Regions from separate parts of the Macaca mulatta genome. Here region 1 is linked to region 2. The links are chromatin contacts, called in public Hi-C maps. All regions are on one chromosome and are shown on one strand. The core of a region is the stretch at or near the end of the contact, and the rest is flanking DNA. Distances in the headings are between cores, read along the strand shown. Region 1 holds the start of IFI6 (interferon alpha inducible protein 6). Region 2 holds the start of PPP1R8 (protein phosphatase 1 regulatory subunit 8).

Region 1 (7,519 bases), core at 618-3,117, 160 kb before region 2:
TGCTCAGGCGGGTGTGCCGCGGCCCCATCTCAGCTCACTGCGACCTTCGCCTCCCAGGCTCAAGTGATCCTCCCACTTCAGCCTCCAGAGTAGCTGGGACTACAAGTATGCACCACCGCACCCAGCTTTTTTTTTTTTTTTTTTTTTTTTTGAGACAGAGTTTCACCATGTTGCCTGGTCTTGAACTCCTGAGCTCAAGCAATCTGCCTGCCTCAGCCTCCTAAAGTGTTGGGATTACAGGCGTCAGCCACCACACCCAGCCACATTTACTGATTCCTTATGGATATTACAAATGCTGCAGATGAAGAGATGCACAGGGCAAGGTATGGGAGAAAGGGCATGGAGTTTTCATTCCTCTCCAGAAGCACCACCCACTGGGAGCCTCTTTGTATTCCGCTATCTGGAAGCTCGTCAAACCCTGTCCTTTTGTGTTTTTGTGGAGGCTTCATTACATAGGCACGACTGATTAAATCATTGCCCATTGGTAATCAGCTTTACCTTCAGCCCCTCTCCCCTCCCCAGAGGAAATGCCAGCCATCACTCAACTTATTAGACAGTTAACACTCAAAAGATATTTATCACTTTGAAGATTCCAAGGATTTTAGGAGTTGTATGCCAGCACCTGGGGGATGAAAAAATATATTTTACAATATCACAAGGGATAAAGGTCACACAGCAAATTGTGCAACATGGGTATACATTCAAGACTGTCAAAATTGAGAACCTATGCTCTTTTCTTTATACCACCAAACTGGAAAATGCGTATGCCCTCAGACTCACCTCTAACGCGACCTTTGTCAGCTCAATGCCATTTCCTTAAATTAAAAAGAAAAACAAGAAACTCCTCTCAAGTATTGAGTACTTAGCACTTTATGGCATGCAGTCCACGTGTATCTATAATGATACCATGAAGTCGGTACCATTGTTATCAACCACATGTTATAGGTAAGGAACTGAAGCTCAGAGAGGTTAAGTAATATTCCCAAGGCTGCCTAGCCAGGTCATGGAAAAGTCAGGGTTTAAACCCACAATTGGCTAATACCCAAAGCCCACTTTTTTTTTTTTTTTTTTTTTGGAGACAGAGTCTCATTCTGTCACCCAGGCTGGAGTGCAGTGGCGTGATCTCAGATCACTGCAACCTCCGCCTCACAGGTTCAAGGGATTCTCCTGCCTCAACCTCCCGAGTAGCTGGGATTACAGCCATGTGCCAGCATGCCCGGCAAATTTTTGTATTTTTAGTAGCGACGGGGTTTCACCATGTTGGCCAGGCTGGTCTCGAACTCCTGATCTCGTGATCTGCCCACCTTGGCCTCCCCAAAGTGCTGGGATTACAGGTGTGAGCCACCGCGCCCGGCCCCGGCCCCAAAGCCCACATTTTTAACAACCATTCCAGATGGCTTCATCTATCCTCAAAGATGAACTCACTGTCACATTGGATCCTATAATAAAGGGGCTTCTAAAATCATCCAGTCCTTTGAGCAGGTAAGGCAACTTAACCTTCCTTTTACAGAGGAAGCAATTAAGGTTCCAAGAGGTGACAGGGCTAAGGCCACAGATCGCTGATATTGCACCTGTAACCTGGGTCTCATGCCTCTTGGGGTTTTGTATCCAGTCTCCCTAAAATCTCCAACCCATCCTCTTAGACAAGTCCCAGCCCAGGGCACTAAAAGGGACCCAGGGATGCTGCTCCCTGGAGAAGGGGCCTCCTGGCTCTCAGAACATGAGATTTACAGGCAGGTAGGCAGCCTGGCAGAGGGTGGCAGCTTGATGCCCACACTTCATAGCTCCTGAGTTTACCTTGGAGGACAGAAGAGAAGCAATCTTCAGCCCGGAGCCTGCTGATAGATGGGCACAGCGGCGAGTAAACGGTTCTCCGGCTGAAGGCTGGCTTTTTATCATCACTTGCGGATCCTCCCACGTCTCACCCCAGGCAGCCAATCCCTGCCGGAGTTTCTATTTCTGCACTCTGCAGTTTCCTTTTCCCCTCTCTCCCAGCCCCTGCGCTCTGCAGTTTCATTTTCCCCTCTCTCCCAGCCCCTGCACTCTGCAGTTTCATTTTCCCCTCTCTCCCAGCTCCGCCCAGCAGAAGCATTTGTGTGCTGCCTGCTGGCAGAAAAATACACTTCAAGCTGAGGACTTTTGGAGCCCCTAAGGGTATTCAAAGCATGTCACACTATGGTGACAGCTACGGCCATACTGGGCTTAGTGAAGCCTGATCACCAGCTCCCCCTGGGGCACACAGGCCTTTCACCCTTCAATCCAACTGATAAACAACACCTACCATTTATTGAGCACTTGCTGCATGCCAGGATCTGTGCAAAGTGCTCTATTTACATGATCTTTTTCCAATCCCACAGTAGTCATGTGACACACCATATGCTGTTTATAATCCCCCAGAACTTTAGAAATTAAGTCACTTTGTTCCATTGTCTCTCAGGCTGGCTGCTTCTGCGGCATGGGCATATGGTAAGACCAGTGAAGCCTGTGTTCGTGTGGCCATCATGATACATCTTGAGTTTCAAGATGGGTCCTCTGGCCCTAGGTAATGAACTGAGCATTCTTTAAAGCCTTTGGCTGGTGATGGTTGAAGCACTATAGGTCAGAAATGCAACCTCCATTTGGAAAACATAGAAATTCCGGTAAGGATGAATCATTGCCTTCTCCCAAGTGGAAGGGGTCTGAAATAATTGACCTGCCACCAGATGGCTGGCTATTCTCATTGAGCAATTTTGCCATATTGCTACCTGCTGCTGGAAGATTGGCTACATTTTGGCAATTGCCAGATCAGTTTTTGTGAGAGGGAGCCCAAGTTGTTGGACTCATTTCTAACCCCCATCCTTACCTTGCAATAGACACTCATAGGTCCATTGCAAGGCAATAGTGGGGCTAAGTTGAGAGGCTGGCTGACGTCCACGGGATGGGACATCCTGCTCATCGGGCTGTAAAGCCTCCTCTGCAGCAGGTGATCTCTGGTCGGCATTAACATGAGACACAGAGATCCACGTGCTTTATGTCCATTCAGAGTTCATTCTTATGCCCCAACCCACACCTGCTTATTCCCAATCTTCCAATCTTGTTCTATCCATGCCTTTGACTGACCAGCCAAGACACTGGCCACTTATTAGGAATTGGTGTATGCCTGTACCTCAGTCCCTCTCTCTCTCTCTCTCTCTCTCTGCATACAGAGGGAACAACACGGTATACTACTCCTAGTTCTGCCCCCTGGGAGGATTCACTATTATTCAGGGCCACCCCCAACTGGAGCTGTAATAGAGTGGTCCATTTCCAGCTGGTACCAAAATATTATACTGACTTATCTGTGAATTGGGTTCGACTCCTTTCCTCCATTATCTGTTGGTTGCTGGGAACACTCCATGAGGTCATATATGTGGGTCAAGGAGAAAACCCAGAGAGACAGAGTTGGGTGCCACAGGACTCTGAGCTCCCCGTTTATTTAATTTACTCATGCCTTTTAGACCCCTTTTGCTCAGCCTTAAATATACCATTTCCATCATATATTTTTTGTTTTGTTTTGTTCTTTGTTTTTTGTTGTTATTGTTTTTGTTTTTGAGACAGTCTTGCACTGTCCCCCAGGCTGGAGTGCAGTGGTGTGATCTCGTCTTACTGCAACCTCTGCCTTCCGGGTTCAAGCGATTCTCCTGCCTCAGCCTCCCGAGTAGCTGGGATTACAGGCACGCACCACCATGCCCAGCTAATTTTTTTTGTATTTTTAGTAGAGATGGGGTTTTGCCATGTTGTCCAGGCTGGTCTTGAACTCCTGACCTCAGGTGATCCGCCCACCTCTGCCTCCCAAAGTACTGGGATTACAGGTGTGAGCCGCTGTGCCCAGCCTCTTTGTTGTTTTGTTGGTTTGTTTGTTCATTTGTTAGAGACAGGGTATGATTGTATCACTCTGTTGCCCGGGCTGGAGTGCAGTGGTACAATCATAGCTTACTGCAGCCTTGACTTCCTAGGCTTAAGAAATCATCCCACTTCACCCTCCCAAGTATCTGGGACCACAGGCATGTGCCACCACACTCAGCTAATTTTTATATTTCTTTTAGAGATGGAGGTCTCACTACATTGCCCATGCTGGTCTCCAACTCCTGGTTCCAAGTGGTCCTTCTGCCTCGGGGTCTTAAAGTGCTGGAATTACAGGCATGAGCCAATGTGCCCGGCTTCCATCACATATGGAATTGCTGCTCTACCTTTCTGATAATACCCAACTTAAGATGTATAGCTACCTGGCATCCAGTGGTGAGATGCATAGTCACTACTGGGGCTCAGTGGCACATCAGGGCTTCTTTTCCCAAAGGGACCACAGTAACCATAGCCTTACTCCAGAATCCTAAGAATCCTAACTGCAATTCTCCTGTGTGGACTTCCAGAGACTCTCTACAGAATCCTATTTTTTTTCCTCCCTACAGAATCATTATCCGTCTTTACACAGATACATCCAGCAACGCTGCATCTTTGGATCATATAATCAGAGGTGGCAGCATAGCTTGTTTTGTGGCCTGAACCTGCCACACAGTTAAGAGGAAAGAAAAAACCAAAACGACCTAATGTGCCTTTTTTTTTTTTTTTTTCCTTTTTGAGATGGAGTCTCACTCTGTCACCCAGGCTGGAGTGCAGTGGTGCGATCTCGGCTCACTGCAAGCTCTGCCTCCCGGTTTCACGGCATTCTCCTGCCTCAGCCTCCTGAGTAGCTGGGACTGCAGGCGCCCACCACCATGTCCAGCTAATTTTTTGTGTTTTTAGTAGAGATGGGGTTTCACTGTGTCAACCAGGATGGTCTTGATCTCCTGACCTCATGATCCACCCACCTCGGCCTCCCAAAGTGTTGGGATTACAGGTGTGAGTCACCGCGCCTGGCCCGCTTTTTCTATTCTCTCACTCAACGCAACAATCACCACAGACCAGATGTGTGGGTGGGGTTTTTTCCCCACACCCCAAGCAGCAGACACCAGCTGGGTGTCCTCTGATTCAATTATTATTATTATTATTATTATTATTATTATTTGAGATGGAGTTTCACTCTTGTTGCCCAGGCTGGAGTGCAGTGGTACTATCTCGGCTCACCGCAACCTCCACCTCCCCGGTTCAAGCGATTCTCCTGACTCAGCCTCCTGAGTAGCTGGGATTACAGGCTTGCACCACCACACCTGGCTAATTTTGTATTTTTAGTAGAGACGGAGTTTCTCCATGTTTGTCAGGCTGGTCTCAAACTCCCAACTTCAAGTGATCCACCCAAAGTGCTGGGATTACAGGTGTGAGCCACCTCGCCCAGCCTCAATTCTTTTTTTTTTTAATTATTAAAATAAAAATATGGAATGCTTCATGAATTTGCACGTCATCCTTGCACAGGGGCTATGCTAATCTTCTCTGTATTGTTCCAATTTTAGTATATGACGAAGTGAGCACTTTTTTCTTTTCTTCAGACAGGGTCTCACTGTGTCACCAAGGTTGGCTCAATCACAGCTCACTGCAGTCTCGACCTCCTGGGTTCAAGCAATCCTCCTGCCTCAGCCTCCCGAGTAGCTGGGACTATAGGGGTGCACCGTCATGCCTGGATAATTTTTGTATTTTTTGTAAAGATGGGGTTTTGCCATGTTGGCCAGGCTAGTCTCAAATTCCTAGGCTCAAGGAATCTGCCTGCCTCAGCCTCCCAAAGTGCTGGTATTACAGGCATGGGCCACTGTGCCCAGCCTCCAATTCAATTCTGACATTGTCTACCTGCAGAGAGCATTGATCCTACAAGTTGAGGGACTCCTCAACACTGACCCTCAAAGACACAAATCAGGGCTTCTGGAACTTCCGACTGGTTGCAAGTTGGGATTCCCATAACCCCTTCTTTGGGTTCGATTAATTTGCTAGAGAAGCTCCTAAAGCACAGGGAAACACAGTTAGCAGTTTACCATACAGGAAATTACAAAGGCTACATGAAGAGATGTATTGGGTGAGGTATGAGGGAATGGGCACAGCGTCCTCTAGGAACATCCATGTGTTCAGCAATTGGGAAGCTCTCAGAACCCTGTCTTTTTTTTTTTTTTTTTTTATGGAGGCTTCATTACATAAGAATGATTGATTAAACCATTGGCCACTGGTGATCAACTTAACTTTCAGTCCTTCTCCCCTTCAGTGGGTGGAGCTGAAAGTTCCAGCCCTTTAACCCTGCCTTGGTCTTCCCAGTGACCAGCCCTATCCTCAAGCTACCTAGGGACTGCTAGCCATCAGTCAATCATTAGTATACAAAGCATGGTGGCATACACCTATAGCCCAAGCTGTTCAAGAGGCTGAGGTGGGAAGATTACTTGAGCCTAGAAATTCAAGTCCAGCCTGGGCAACACAGTGAGATTCCATCTCTAAAAAATAAACAAGGCCGGGCGCGGTGGCTCAAGCCTGTAATCCCAGCACTTTGGGAGGCCGAGACGGGCGGATCACGAGGTCAGGAGATCGAGACCATCCTGGCTAACACCGTGAAACCCCGTCTCTACTAAAAATACAAAAAACTAGCCGGGCGAGGTGGCGGGCGCCTGTAGTCCCAGCTACTCCGGAGGCTGAGGCAGGAGAATGGCGTGAACCCGGGAGGCGGAGCTTGCAGTGAGCTGAGATCCGGCCACTGCACTCCAGCCCGGGCTACAGAGCAAGACTCCGTCTCAAAAAAAAATAAAAAATAAAAAAAAAAATAAATAAACAAATACAAAATCATTAGTATACAAAAGGCATCACTTTGGAGACACCAAGGATTTTAGGAATTGTATGCCAGGAAATGAGGTGTGGGGGAATGGGCACAGCGTCCTCCAGGAACATCCATGTGTTCAGCTGTTGGGAAACTCTTGGAACCCTGTCTTTTTGGTTTTTTATGGAGGCTTCATTACTTATTTCAAATATCTATTTCACAATATCACGGTCCACCTCTGGTTTTCAAACACCACCCCCCCCTTTTTTTTTTTTTTTTTGAGATGTGGTTCTGTCGCCCAGGCTGGAGTGCAGTGGCATGATCTTGGCTCACTGCAGCTCCACCTCCCAGGTTCAAGTGATCCTGCTGCCTCAGCCTCCCAAGTAGCTGGGATTACAAGCATGTGCCACCATGCCTGGCTAATTTTTGTATTTTTGGTAGAGACAGGGTTTCACCATGTTGGCCAGGCTGGTCTTGAACTCCTGACCTCAAGTGATCCACCTGTCTCAGCCTCCCAAAGTGCTGGGATTACAGGCATGAGCCACTGCACCAGGCCTTCAAACCTAAATTTCTTTGTTTTTTTCTTTTTAATTTTAATTTAGGTTCTGGGATACACGTGCAAAGTGTGCAGGTCTGTTACATAGGTATACGTGTACCATGGTGGTTTGCTGCACCTATTAACCCATCCTCTAAAAACCTGAATTTCTTACATCAAAAGTACATACAACTTCCCAGCTACTTGGGAGGCTAAGGCAGGAGGATTGCTTGAACTGGGAGGTGGAGGTTGCAGTGAGCCGAGATTGCACCATTGCATTCCATGCACTCCAAGACAGAGCA
Region 2 (7,509 bases), core at 3,949-6,448:
AGGTGCTCACCACGATGCCCGACTCATTTTATTTATTTATATATATATGTATGTTTTTTTTTGTTTTTTTGTTTTTTTTAGTAGAGATGGGGTTTCCCCATGTTGGCCAGGCTGGTCTGGAACTCCTGACCTCAAATGATCCGCCTTCCTCGGCCTCCCAAAGTGCTGCAGTTACAGGCGTGAGCCACTGGCGCCTGGCCAAAGTGCTCTATATTTAAAAAAAAAAAGATTCACAGCCGGGTGCAGTGGCTCACGCCTGTAATCCCAGCACCTTGGGAGGCCGAGGCGGGTGGATCACAAGGTCAGGAGATCAAGACCATCTCTGGCTAACACGGTGAAACCCCATCTCTACTAAAAATATTTAAAAAATTAGCTGGGCGTGGTGGCGGGCACCTGTAGTCCCAGCTACTCGGGAGGCTGAGGCAGGAGAATGGCGTGAACCCAGGAGGCAGAGCTTGCAGTGAGCCAAGATCGTGCCATTGAACTCCAGCTCTGGCCAACAAAGCAAGACTCCATCTCAGGGGGGAAAAAAAAGAAAGAAAAAAGAAAAAGTAACTTAACCTTTAGGCCCCAAGTTTTCTCGGTAGCTCTTTTCCAGCTACAAAAGTATCTGATTATAAGGACCCAAGGCAGTTTAGTGTGAACATACAAATTGTATTTTTGCCTCTGTCTTCCTTTCATTTTCTCACCCCTTTTCTACTTCTTTTATGGAATATCCCAGGAGTACTGAGTAGATCTAGCATTCTCTCTTCCAATGAATTATTAATAAAACTATGGGCTGGGCGCAGTGGCTCACGGCTGTAATCCCAGCACTTTGGGAGGTTCGGTGGGTAGATCACTTGAGGCCAGGAGTTCAAGACCAGCCTGGACAACATGGTGAAACTCTGCCTCTACTAAAATTACAAAAATTAGCCAGGCATGGTGGCGCACGCCTGTAATCTCAGCTACTTGGGAGGCTGAGGCATGAGCTTTGCTTGAACCTGGGAGGTGGAGGTTGCATTGAGCCACGATCGCACCACTGCACTCCAGCCTGGGCAATAGCAAGACTCTGTCTCAAACAAAAAAAAGAAAAAAAAACTATGGTACTGTATAAGGTATAAGGTAAAGTAGAAATGTGACTGTGGCTACTTAATCTGGGAATGTTCCAGAATAACAGCTTGCTAAATGCTAGATAGATACTCCCAGGGGAGCATGTGTGTGCGCGTGCACGCTCGTGTGTGTGTGTGCGCGTGCGTGCGCGTGTTCGTTTTGCTAAGGGATAAGGATGGGAGTGTTCACCCACTGCAGTGCAAAATATCAAAATGAAATTACCGTTCAGTCTATGCAAAGTAAAACATTCTGAGCCACCTCTATTCAATATTTTTTTTCTATTCAGAAACTGTCCTCAGTCATGGGAATGCAGCTTTTGCTTTTGGTCACTAATTGCAGACCAGAGCCCAACTCAGATCTCAGTCCATCCTGTTCCCTAAGGCTGGGAATCACCTGCTGCTTCCCTACTTTACAAAGCATAGTTAGGGCCGGGCACAGTGACTCATGCCTGTAATCCCAGCACTTGGGGAGACTGAGGCGGGTGGATCACCTGAGGTCAGGAGTTCGAGACCAGCCTGGCCAATGTGGTGAAACCCTGTCTCTACTAACAATACAAAAATTAGGCCGCGTTTGGTGGTTCATGCCTATAATCCCAGCATAATCCCAGCACTTTGGGAGGCCGAGGTGGATGGATCACCTGAGGTCAGGAGTTCAAGACCAACCTGGCCAACATGTTGAAACCCCGTCTCTACTAAAAATACAAAAATTAGCTGGGCATGGTAGCAGGCACCTGTAATCCCAGCTTCTCGGGAGGCTGAGGCAGGAGAATCGCTTAAACCCGAGAGGTGGAGGTTGCAGTGAGCCAAGTTTGTGCCATTGCACTCCAGCCTGGGCAACAAGAGCGAAACTCCATCTCAAAAAGAAAAAAACAATAAAATAATAAATAAGAATACAAAAATTAGGTGTGGTGGTGTGTCCCTGTAATCCCAGCTACTCAGGAGGCTGAGGCAGGAGAATCGCCTGAACCTGGGAGGCGGAGGTTGCATTGAGCTGAGATCACACCATCGCACTCCAGCCTGGGAGATGAAAGCAAGACTCCATCTCAAAAAAAAAAAAAAAGTTTTTAAAAAGTTTTCTGGGCTGGGCGCGGTGGCTCAAGCCTGTAATCCCAGCACTTTGGGAGGCCGAGACGGGCGGATCACGAGGTCAGGAGATCGAGACCATCCTGGCTAACCCGGTGAAACCCCGTCTCTACCAAAAAATACAAAAAACTAGCCGGGCGAGGTGGCGGGCGCCTGTAGTCCCGGCTACTCGGGAGGCTGAGGCAGGAGAATGGCGTGAACCCGGGAGGCGGAGCTTGCAGTGAGCTGAGATCCGGCCACTGCACTCCAGCCTGGGAGACAGAGCAAGACTCTGTCTCAAAAAAAAAAAAAAGTTTTCTGGCAGGGCATGGTACCTCACACCTGTAATCCCAGCACTTTGGGAAGCTGAGGCAGGTGGATCACCTGAAGTTGGGAGTTCGAGACCAGCCTCATCAACATGGTGCAACCCCAGGTGTGTGGTGGCACATGCCTATAATCCCAGCTACTTGGGAAGGTGAGACAGGAGAATTACTTAGACCTGGGAGGTGGAGGTTGCAGTGAGCTGAAATCCTGCCACTGCACTCCAGCCTAGGTGACAGAGTAAGATTCCATCTCAAAACATAATAATCAAAAAATTTTAAAAAGTTTTCTGACCTCAATATGCTCCTAATGTCTTTAGATCTTATTCTAAGGAAATCTATCAAAGGCCAAGATACTAATCTCTTTATTGAGATACCAAAATCCAAAGGCAGCTAGTGCGTCAGTCTATTTTAAAAGGTTAAGGACCTAGATTGCTGTCCTCTAGTTTGCTGGTCTATACTGACATCATTGGTGCCCAAACAAAGAGCATTTTGCTTTATGAGGGCCTAGGTAATCATAAGGTGCCATGTGTGAATTATCTACTGTGCTAGAAACAGAACATGGCCAAGGAGTAAAGAATTAGAAGGGTAAGATGTAGCTTTTAGGTTTCCTGGGTCTATAGTCAGCAATAGAAGGATCACACAAGCTGAGAAGTTGAAAGACAAAGTTGCCATAAGATGCTATCAGGTCACTGCTAACTAGGAATGGCTTCAATACCATGTTATGCCTAAAAGGAGCATAGAACCTCAAAAGGCTCACACGATTTCTGTAGATGAAAGTATCTTGTTCTTTTCTGTTAGACTCAAAAGCTTTTGGGACTAATTCCTTCTCAAAAATCATGCCCTGTATTCAAAAGAGGGGGACATAGGATTATTTCTGTTTTCTTGAAATCAAGTTTAGAATTTGAATTTTTCCAGTCAGCCTAGTCTTACTTTGGAATCACAAGGCTGAAAAGGAGGATATTAACAGGCCATTTGATAAGTGATCTGATTAGTCACCATCCTTGCTGGATAAGTTTATCGTGCTTTAAAGGCCAGAGGAAAAGGGGTTTCTCCAATCTACCTAAGAGTTGATCATCTTCAAATCCAAGTTAATGTTATATTGCTGTTACTTTTTGGATCATCTTGCTCCTTCTAAGTTATATTGCAGTTACATTTTGAGGGCTGGAGACTTCATCAAGGGCAAAAAATCTTTTGAATAGGCTGATTTTCTACAGAACCAGTGGCATGGAAGCAAGAAAAGAACTACTTTCATCATAGATTCCTTAACTTGCTGAGCAGTGCCTCTTTCTGGATGACAGGAACTTAGCAATTGATTTATTTAAAAAAGGAAAAACCAGTCAGATAATCCTCCCAAGGCATCTACAAAAGTGAAGAAGAGGGGCATCAGTTGCATGCTAATAATAAACATAATTATACCAACATCAAAGTGTGAGAGAGAATAGTGATTCATGAGCATGGCCTTTGGCAACATACAGGTTTAGGTTTTTTTATCCCACTCACCACTTGTTCTAGGGTGAGGCTGGGCAACTCAATCTCTCTGAGCCTCTCCTCTGGAATTATAATAATACCTAACTCAAGAGCCTTGTCAGGATTAAATGAGATGATCCATATAAAATACATACTTGCCAAGGTAAGTGCTCAACAGACAATGCCATTACAACCAGAGGCCCTGCTAATGGTCTCTTTCAGTCATCTGGTGATCTAGGGCAAGCCAGCAATCCTAATGCTTCCTTGCACTATAACCAAAAGCAAAAAATCCTTTTTTAAAAAATTAACCATTTGAGCCAAGCACAGTGATGATTTGGACCCCTGCTTTCTGACTGGACCTGCTCCTGGCTCCAGCTTGTCCAGAGTTTTCATAAACAGACCAGGTGACCCCTAATGCAGATTCCCTGATAATCTACAGGCCTAGACGTGGATTAGGAAAAAAGTGAGTAAAGTGCCACTTTTTGGAGAAGGGCTGGATAAGTAGAAACAATAATCACTCCAATCTCCAAGTTTTGCCCTTTAGCTTCTCTGCTTTGAGGGCAAAAGGCTGACGGTCTTAACCTAAACGTTGGAGGAGGATGCAGTCCCCAGATTTTTTCCTTCTCTTTTTTTCTTTTTCTTTTTTTTTTTTTGAGACGGAGTCTCGCTCTGTTGCCCTGGCTGGAGTACAATGGCGCGATCTCGGCTCACTGCAACCTCCGCCTCCCGGGTGCAAGCGATTCTCCTGCTTCAGTCTCCCAAGTAGCTGGGATTACAGGCATGTGCCACTACCCCCGACTAATTTTTGTATTTTTAGTAGAGACGGGGTTTCACCATGTTGGCAAGGCTGGTCTCGAACCCCTGACCTCAAGTGATCCGCCCGCCTCAGCCTCCGAAAGTGCTGGGATTACAGGCGTGAGCCATCGCGCCCGGCTTAGTCCCAAGATTTTAGAGCCCAGAAGCGTTTGCAGGAGGACGCAGGGAGAGACTGACTCCCCTCCCTACAAAGTCGCTTTTCCTTTGATACCTCCTGGCCAAGGAAAACCATACACTGGAGACTTCCAGAGACGGCCAACTCGCACAAACGGTGGAAAAAAAAAATCCCAAAACCTACACTGTCCCCACTAGAAGCACCGCCCCCCGTACGCGCGTGCGTGCGTGAGCGTGCGTACGCACAGGCTGCTGGGATGCCGCTTTTCCCTTTTCGGTCTTCCAGTTTCCCGGCGTGCTTCGGGCCCGCCAAATGGGAGGGGGAGACGCAAGATGGCGGCAGCCGCGAACTCCGGCTCCAGCCTCCCGCTGTTCGACTGCCCAACCTGGTGAGTGGCGGGGCGGCCAGGGCTAGAGTGGCCTGGCCGGAGCTAGCCTGGGCTGGAAGGGCGGCTCTTTTTTTACTTTTCTGCTGCGAGCCGAACGGCTCAGAAACCCTGGAATGGTTGAGGAAAAACTGTTCGCTGCACCGGGCCGGGCGACGTGTTGAAGAACCGAGAGCCTGGAGCCCAGGCCCAGGAACTGAAGAAACACGGGATTGGGGGCTCAAAGGCGCTCACTTAGGCAGCCCCTTTGAGCGATTAGCCAGTCGCTGGAGCGCTTTGAGGCCTTTGCCCGAACTTACGCCCAACTCCTGACTGAGTGCCTGGTGCTCTCATGGAGCATCGTACCTGGCCCCTTCCTGTACGTCCCGAGCGCTCTCGAGCCAGCCCCTGCCCCAACCCTACGTCTGAGCCCCGCATCCCTCTTTGGTTGCTGCATCCCTCGTGCGGCACTTTTCTGTCTGCCACAGAGAACACGAGGGTAGGTTAGCGCCCTCCCTGCCCTCAGGGAGCTCCCAGTCTGTGGCACGAGTAGGCATTAGTAATGGCTGGCATGAACCCTTTTTATCCCTTCGAAAGTTCTTGGGAATAATGAAATAATTTGGCCTTTGAGTAGAGTACAAGTTGAATAAATATGAATTACCTTACAAGGAAACGCTTCTGAAATTAAGAGTTTTTTTCTGCTGTAGCTCATCGCAGTGTATTGTTTGTTACTTGTCTCTGTCTCCCGTTATATTGCCATCCTCAAGGGCAAAGACTGCATCTTTGTATTCCCAGCTCCAAGGCCTGAGTCAGGCACATACAGAAAGTATATTTTGGATGTAACATTCCTCCTTTTTCGTGGACAAAATGGCCTTTTGTCCGGTGCACTGTCCTTTCCATAGAGGAGGGGTTGGGGCAGGATTGTTTGAGATGACTGTGTTGCATCTTCAGTTAGCTAGACAAGGATACGTTTTTTTCGTGTGCAAATCTAGAGGTTCTAGTGAGGTGGTTCTTTTTTCTAACTTCAAATTAGCAAACCCAAAAAGCAAGCAAATGTGTGGCTATTTTCTGGATGGCTTTGCACTTTTGTAATGGTTGCTTCAGTCTACAAATTCTATATCCGTTTTGATCCCTCGCTGTATTGATTTCAAACTTGGACCAATACAGCAAACGTAGTTAGAAAGCACTGCTTTGAGATCACCTACCCTTTCCTTAGGGTCTGGTAGGTACCAGGCACTGTTAGGTGCTTTGACATATGTGAGTCTCCCTTGAATGATATGGCTGTAGGAGTATAGAGGAAACTTCCCTTAATCATGCTGTTGTAGAAAGACCTGTTCAAGGGTAACATATTCATTTGGTACCTGGTTTCATGGGGCATGATTTTGAATTGCCCTAGTTCCCTAATTATGCACCTCTGATTTGGTCTCAGAGCTCAGGACAGTACTCTGCTTACTCTGTGATGAGACTAATCTTGATCAGCCCCAAACAGCAACTAATTTATTCGATCTTTATATGATATTGGAGTAGGGGTAAATTTCAGATTCAAACTCCAGGTGACCAGACCACTCCAGCTATCGTACTTACACTCTCTATGCAGCTCTTTCTCTGAGGTGAAGATCCAGTGTTAAAATATAGGTTTCTTGGTGCTGCTCTAAATACAGATCCACTAAAATCTGTTTCAGAGCAGTTGAATCACTAGGGAAGTAAGTGTCAAACGTAGAATGGAGCTGTAATAACAGTGAAGTGGATGACATTTCTGCTTGAACATGAACTAATTATAGGCTGGCTGGTAGGAAAGCTGCAATGTTGAATGGGACAGTGATTGTAAATTGCATTTATAAACTCATCGTGAAAATGCTTTTTTCTATTTTTATTTTTCAGGGCAGGTAAGCCCCCTCCCGGTTTACATCTGGATGTAGTCAAAGGAGACAAACTAATTGAGGTATGGAAATACATGTCTTCCTTTTTTGCCCACCACACTAAAGATTTTTGCCAGTGACTCACTTTTCCACCCCCTCTCCTGTGCTTTGTTTTCCAGCAATGCTACTTTCTTTCATCCTGATTTTTTTTTCTGTTAAAAGCACATGGTGACATCACACACTTAAAGCTTGTATCTACCACAGACACTCACTTTTTTGTGACTTCTCTCAAATGAATGGTTTTAATAGGTCATGGGTCCTGTGGGCCCCAGTCAAACTGGAAGCCCTGTTAGCTTGGTTAATTCCCTCTCCCTGAGTACATGGAGTTGTGTAAACCGTGCAAGGTATGCAGTAA

Evidence for each region. Hi-C and Micro-C count contacts between places; a contact is called where the count stands out from the background.
Region 1: a Hi-C map of liver shows a contact between it and region 2, with 4 times the contacts expected there. The contact joins the promoter of IFI6 here to the promoter of PPP1R8 in region 2. A contact is called at or near these places in 2 of 14 Hi-C or Micro-C datasets (fetal cortex germinal zone and liver).

The regions. Positions count from the first base shown.
Region 1 is chr1:213,268,164-213,275,682 of T2T-MMU8v2.0, reverse strand. It overlaps IFI6 (interferon alpha inducible protein 6), which reads right to left and starts at 1,867. Exons shown (of 5, transcript NM_001048170.1): 1 at 1,798-1,867. It also overlaps the pseudogene LOC114674814.
Region 2 is chr1:213,110,702-213,118,210 of T2T-MMU8v2.0, reverse strand. It overlaps PPP1R8 (protein phosphatase 1 regulatory subunit 8), which reads left to right and starts at 5,198. Exons shown (of 7, transcript NM_001266462.1): 1 at 5,198-5,259; 2 at 7,117-7,177. The coding sequence starts at 5,204.